Regions from separate parts of the Hordeum vulgare genome. Here region 1 is linked to region 2. The links are chromatin contacts, called in public Hi-C maps. All regions are on one chromosome and are shown on one strand. The core of a region is the stretch at or near the end of the contact, and the rest is flanking DNA. Distances in the headings are between cores, read along the strand shown. Region 1 holds the start of LOC123451753 (sugar transporter ERD6-like 4). Region 2 has its middle 10 kb from the start of LOC123451668.

Region 1 (3,618 bases), core at 210-2,709, 93 kb after region 2:
ATCAGCATTTTCAGTTCCTCTTATAGGCTAATTAAGTTCCTTTCAATCTAGAAAAAAGTTTGGTGTTTTTATTCTTCCCTGCACAAATACTGAACCAGATAGAGCTACCCTGATCATAAATATTGTTGGATTATGATTAGGCTAGGAGAATCTATCATATCATTGGCAACAGCACACCTTTAATCCCTTGATGTCCCAGAATAGGAGATACAACTGTTGTTTACACTTGGTATTTGGTTAAGCTTGAATACAGTCTACTCTCCCATGTGTTGGGACTTGGGAGCTGGGACTGTATTTTTTATGAACTTAAGAACTAGTTGACGAAGCCAGTCAAATCCAGTTGAATTATCAATTCATGTTTGGAATCTGGAGTGAATTTGATTAGAAGGTTAGGAGCAGAGGGATGCAGACCGTGTAGGATATCACACCGACCCCAAATCCTTCCAGCAGACGGCCCATGAACAAGAATGAAGAATCCTGCACAGAACAATTCAGAAGTAAGTTAAGCTGACGAGCATCCGTACAAATAACAGGGGTAAATTAAGCAATCTTACATTTGCAAATGATATTGCAAGCCACCCAATGATGTTCGGGATTGCGGCGATCATCAGAGACTGCAGCAGGAGCAACAAAGCAGAGAGCATCGTCAGTCAGTGAGTGCACGACTGAATCCAGTTAGTTCCATGAGAAATTCCCGGGAGCAGATCCGAGAATCTAATACTCCGTACACATTTAGCAGTACAATTGTCGGTTACAGGAGCAGACAGAGGTCAAAAGGGAATCGAAACCTCACCCCTTTACGGCCGATGTACTCGGCGATCTGGCCACTGGCAATGGCGCCCACCATGGCCCCGACGTTGGACAGGGATCCGAATAAAGAGAACTGCGAGCAAGGAGACGGCATAAAGCAAAGGCCATGGAGGCAAGAAGAAGAAGAAGCATAATAAGACGACATAAGAGGGACGGGGGAGGCGGCGCGCGGAGAGAGACAGAGACCTCGGAGAGGGTGAGGCCGAGGTCGGCCATGATGGCGTCCTGGGTGGGCGAGGAGTAGCCGCAGGTGAAGCCGAACTGGATGGGGCCGAGCGCGACGATGAGGGTGCAGAGCAGGGCGGAGATGGAGCTGTCGCGGAGGCCGTACGCGGAGGAGCCGAGGCGGTCCATGGCGCCTCCGCCGGCGGCGGACATCCGGTACCAGCTCCCCGTGTGCAGGAACGGCTTGCGCAGGTCGGACGCCGAGGAGGACCGGCCGTCCTCCCCGCCGCTCTCGTCCCGGAAGCTCATCGCGGGATCGGATTGGCTCGCTTCCGTGCGAGCGTGGCACGATTCGCGGGCGTGATTGGGGGAGACGGGGACGGAGGAGGAAGACAAAGGAGCGAGCTTTGTGGGACGGACGGAGACGGAGGACAGTGTCGCTGGGTTTTCTCCTCCGGTTTTCCTGTGTGCGTGAGATCTGAGACGATGGTGAGCTGGACAACTTTCCACCTGTTTTGTCCCTTTCCTGCTATTATTTGTGAATCTATAATTCCAAAAACATTCTGACCGTCCAACACTCACGTGTGGGATCTCATGGGGGGTATGCCCACATCAATGTAATAGTACTAGTACAATACAAAAGTGCCTGATTTTGTTCCATTTTTTCTATGATGAAAAGAGTTTAAGGCATCTCGATTGCCTTTCACCAAATCAGACACCCCAAACATCCGTGGAAACGTCGGGACGTGTCCGTGGATAGCGAGCCGGCCATCCAATCCTACGCGCATTTCAAATGGATATTTGAACATACCGGCAAAATTTGTGAAAACCAAACGAAATTTAAGCAAGTTTCTTATGTTCACGCTACTAGTAAATGAGCACGTGTGTAATGAACATTGATATTGGGAAGAAATTAATTATAAATTGATATTAGGTAATGTAGGATATCAATCACGTGTTAATTACGTAATTAACGTCTGCTTTAATATTTGGTACTATGATATTAATTATACGCTAAATATACTCCCTCCGTCTCAAAATAAGTTTCTTAAGTTTAGTATATATTAGAACTAGTACAAAGTTAAGACAATTATTTTGGAACGGAGGGAGTATAAGAAAATTAGCAGACACGCTAAATATATTAAGCGCATCGGGAACTACTTATCGGTAGTTCCTCGACAATCCTTAAGGACAATAGTAGTCGCGCTGTTCCAAAAAATGGAAGTTCACCATTAAAAAGTGTTCACGAATTGTTTTCAAAAAGAAAAGGCCAACACATTCAACAAAATTTCATGAATATTGGAAATCACTAATTCGAGAAAAAAGTTCACGAAATTAAAGAAATATCACTAATTTAAGAAAAATTCGTGAGTTTGAAAAAAGTTCACGACTTTGAAAAAGTTCACCGGATCTGAAAAAGTTCATCAGATTTCAAAAAAGTTCAGAGAATTTGAAAACAAGTTCATTGAATTCCAAAAAAGTATTGAAAAAAAGTTCATTGGATCTGAAAAACAGTTCGTCGCTTTTGAAAAACACTTCATCAAAATTGAAAACTTCATCAAATTTGGAAAAAGTTCATCATATTTTCAAAAATTTCATCCAAATTTGAAAAAAAATCATCGGAATTGAAAATTTTCATCGACTTTTTTAAAAAAATTCCTCCAAAAAGGGGAAACGTTCATAAAACTTTAAAAAACATCAAATTTGAAAAAAGTTCATCGATTTTCAAAACAAATCGTCAAAAAATGAAAAAAAAACATCAAAGTCGATGAATCTTTACCTCCGGAGCTCCTCGTGACGTCCGGAATCTCATCCAAGACTCCGAACAACCTTCGGTAACCACATACTATTCCCATTACAACCTAGCATCATCGAACCTTAAGTGTGTAGACCCTACGAGTTCAGGAACCATGCAGACATGACCGAGACATCTCTCCGGTCAATAACCAACAGCGGGGTCTGGATATCCATGTTGTCTCCCACATGTTCCATGATGATCTCATCGGATGAACCACGATGTCGGGGATTCAATCAATCTCATATGTCATTTCCTTTGTCTATCGGTATGATACTTGCCCGAGATTCGATCGTAGGTATCCCTATACCTTGTTCAATCTCGTTACCGGCAAGTCTCTTTACTCATTCCATAATACATCATCCCGTGACTAACTCCTTAGTCACATTGAGCTCATTATGATGATGGATTATCGAGTGGGCCCAGAGATACCTCTTCGTCACACAGAGTGACAAATCCCAGTCTCGATTCATACCAACCTAACAGATACTTTCGGAGATACCTGTAGTGCACCTTTATAATCACTCAGTTACGTCGTGACGTTTGATACACCCAAAGGATTCCTACTGTATCCGGGGGTTGCACAATCTCATGGTTTAAGGAAATGATACTTGACATTAGAAAAGCTTGAGCAGACAAACAATACGATCTTGTGCTATGCTCAGGATTGGGTCTTGTCCATCACATCATTCTCCTAATGATGTGATCTCATTATCAATGACATTCAATGTCTATGATCAGGGAACCATGACCATCTATTGATCAACGAGCTAGTCAACTAGAGGCTCACTAGGGACATGATGTGGTCTATATATTCACACATGTATTACGTTTTCCGGTTGATACAA
Region 2 (3,555 bases), core at 512-3,011:
AGTGGATGTACTCCCTCCATTCCTCTATATAAGGTGTATTTGTTTTTCTGATAAAATTCCAGAATGTAAGGTGCATTTTTTCTAATTATTCATAAATCCCTTGTTAGTCCTTCTAAAAAAGGAAAGTATCTCTTTTCTGATTGTATGTATCTTTTCTTATAGCAAAAGAAGGAAGCTATCTCTTTGTCAATTGCATGTATCTCATACTTCTCGGAACTAATTGATTCACTTTCCACTAACCAGCAAATTTTTCAAGGGTAATTTAGTCTTAACATGTCTACCCTGGAAATCCTCCCCGCAAATAAAAAAGCATTGGAAAGGAGCGCTCATTTGCACCCGGTCAGAAAACAAATCACAATTTTTTTTAGAAAATCAAATATTTTCCATTGTAGAAAACTTCTTGCGTGATGTCCGCTTTAATTTTTAAATCATTTGTACATGTGAACAGCCCTCAACATTTTTTTTGAATAAGAACAGTAAACATTTCTAAAGATCCCGAAGTTGTTCTTTTTGCCGAGAGCTGCTTAGATATACAAATGATTAATGATTTAAAAAATAAAAGGGGTGTTACACATCAAATTATTGACCTTGCAAAAAATGAAAAAAAAATGATGTTTTTTCAGCATGGTGCAGATGAGCCTAAGGTTTGAAGTGGATTATGGACTAAAACCCGAAATCACTAGTTAGCGAATACATCTTCCAACGATCACTTCCACCATCACAGGTTGTGACAAGTGACACATTGCATGCGTGCCATTTGTCGCAACCTGGGAGTTTTCCTTTTTTTTGTAGATCTGTATTTTCAAAATGTTTTATCTCCTAAACTATGCGTTCAAATCTCGAACCGTTTTCACCGTTGACTTTCTTGTGTTGAGATCTTGAAAACTAGATCTCATGTTGATAGGTTTTGACGAACTTTTTTTCTCATGAAAAAAACTGGAAGAAAAAACCGGACGAAAAAATCATGCCTCACGCGATAGAAAAAAAACAGAAAACACACTTTTTTTCCTTTCCGAGAGGCACGGGTCGTGCCTCTAGCGAAGGCAAAACCGTGCCTCTCGCGGAAAAAAAAATGAGAGCAAAAAACACGTTTTTTCCCTTTTCGAAAGAGGCACGGTCGTGCCTCTCGCAAAGGCAAAACCGTGCCTCTAAAAAAACAGAAAACAAGTTTTTTCTTCTTTCGGGAGAGGCACGGGCATGCCTCTCGCAAAGGCAAAACCGTGCCTTTCGCGGAAGCAAAACCGTGCCTCTCGTAAAAAATAGATAAACCGCGTTTTTTTCCTTTCCGAAAGGCACGAGCGTGCCTTTCGCAAAGGCAAAACCGTGTCTTTCATGAAAACAAAACCGTACCTCTCGCAAAAAAAGAAAACATATTTTTTCCTTTCCGAGAGTCGCGAAGGCAAAACCGTGCCTTTTGCTGAAGCAAAACCGCGCCTCTCGTAAAAAAACAGGAAAATTCGCATAAAAAACACGTTTTTTCAGAAAAAAATATATTTCTTTTTTCATCAAAAAGTTACGAAAGACCGGTGAAAAAACATAACACTAAAAAAACTGAAAAAAAACCATTCAAAAAAGGCGAAAACTTGTGGGAAAAATAAAAAAAACAAAATCCGAAAGAAACGCTCAGAACGCGACAAGTGGCGGCGCGCTGAAGCGATCGCTGAAAACCTCGCGAGGGAGCGCTCCCTAACTAGTTGCTCCCCTAAAAACCTTGTACCGTCCTGTTTCTTCTTCATGGGCCCACTTTTTCTCGGGCTGGCTGGCCTGATTTTGATCCAAAGGCTCATCAGAGACCGAGAACGCGCCGGGATTTTGGTCCAGTGCTGGCAATCCCTATTTGTCGCTTGCTGCGTCAAACTAAGCGATCGATCAGGGAAGCGATGGGCTGGCCCAGTTTTGGCTACCCACCGATTTTGGGAACCTTCGAGGAGATTCCTTGAACCGGTTTTATTATCCTCTGTTGGATTTTTCGTTTTCCTATTTCTGTTTCTTTTTCTTCTACCTTTTTTCTTTTATTTTTTGTTTCTTCATTTATCATTTTCGTCAAAGTTATTTTATATTTTTTTAAACTAAGTTCATGTTTGAAAAAATATTCTTATAACTCGAAAAATGTTTTTGCTTTTAAAAAAATGTTCTACGTTTTAAATAATTGTTGTTTATTCAAAACATATTCGCGATTTACAATTTTTTCGCTTTTACAATTTTTTTTACTAAGTTCATGTTACTATTTTCAAATTTTGTTGATAAATTTCAAAATTCGATCGCTTCATTTCAGAAAATGTTTGATAATTCAGAAGTGTTCACATTTCTAAATTTTGTTCGCAAACCAAAATCTATTTGTTTTCAATAAAGTTCCCATATTTAAAAATTTATTCAGAAATTCGAGAAAATGTTCACATGTCTAAATTTTGTCCATATATTAAAATATGTATGGGAATTAAGAAAATGTTCATATTTCGAAATTCTGTTCATAAATATAAAAAATGTTCTGGAACTTCAAAATTTGTTCCGGTTTTGGCAAATTTGTTCAAAATTCAAAACATATTTTGAACTTCCAAATTTGTGCACATATTTTAGAAAATGTTCATGTTTGCAATTTTGTTCACCAATTTGAAAAATATTCAAATGTTTAATTTTTGTCCACGAATTCTTAAATATTTTGGAATTTCCAAATATGCTCCTGTTGTGCAAATTTGTTTACATATTCTGAAAATTCTACAGTTTTCAAATTTTGTCTACAAATTGAGAAAATGCTCCATGTGTTCGAAATTATTTTGCGATTTAGGACAATGTCCGAGTTTTCTATGAATAGTTTAATTTTGAAAATTGTTCACTTTTTCAATTTGTTTTTTAAAGAAAAATTGTGTTTACAAAAAGTAGTTCATAATTTAGAAAATGTTCTTGTATTAAATGTTTTGTTCTTAGTTGGTTTTAGAAAATTTTATTTCCCATATAATATATTTGAGTTTTAAATAGTTTTGCCTTAAAAAATTATCCTTGAAATTTAAAACAAATTTTAGTATGCCGAGAATTATAGTATATATATACTACTCCCTCCGTTCCTAAATATAAGTCTTTTTAAATATTCCACTATGGGACTACATACAGAACAAAATGATTGAATTTACACGCTAATGTATGTTTATATACATCCGTATGTAGCTTTTAGTAAAAACTCTTAAAAGACTTATATTTAGGAACGGAGGGAGTATGTTACTCTTCACTAAACATGTGTTACCCCAGTGTTCATGGACTAGTTTCCATGGCGTGAGGAGAAGAGTTCGATCCCTCACCTACAAATTCTATTTTGTTAAATTTGGCGACCTCTTTTTATTGTTTGCCGGCATCTATAGCAGGTCTCCGATTTGATTCCTAGGTAGCGCATCTTTATTTTTTGGCGATTTTTCATTTCGTCAAGAACAACGAATAAGACAGCCCAGATGACCCGTTTCCTGTGTGAAGCTGCGCCTCTTTGCGGCAGTAAGCGGCACATAGGAGGGGCCCTTTCTGCAGTAAGACACCTACAGAAAAGAAAGGGTAAAGACATGCTCACAT

What was found. A called contact is a pair of places that touch in the nucleus more often than the background predicts.
Region 1: a contact with region 2 is called in a Hi-C map of seedling, with 2.1 times the contacts expected there. The contact joins the promoter of LOC123451753 here to the enhancer-like site in region 2. A contact is called at or near these places in 2 of 6 Hi-C or Micro-C datasets (leaf and seedling).

The regions. Positions count from the first base shown.
Region 1 is chr1H:507,768,452-507,772,069 of MorexV3_pseudomolecules_assembly, forward strand. LOC123451753 (sugar transporter ERD6-like 4) reads right to left here and starts at 1,460. Exons shown (of 17, transcript XM_045128283.1): 1 at 997-1,460; 2 at 794-883; 3 at 555-614; 4 at 412-477. The coding sequence starts at 1,284.
Region 2 is chr1H:507,675,585-507,679,139 of MorexV3_pseudomolecules_assembly, forward strand. No RefSeq gene overlaps it. Among protein-coding and RNA genes, the nearest start is that of LOC123451668, 10 kb to the left of the region's middle. Within about 2 kb of position 1,762, at least 3 of the 3 cell types and tissues checked have open chromatin away from gene starts, as enhancers often do. A contact at or near this core is called in leaf and seedling, where this site is marked.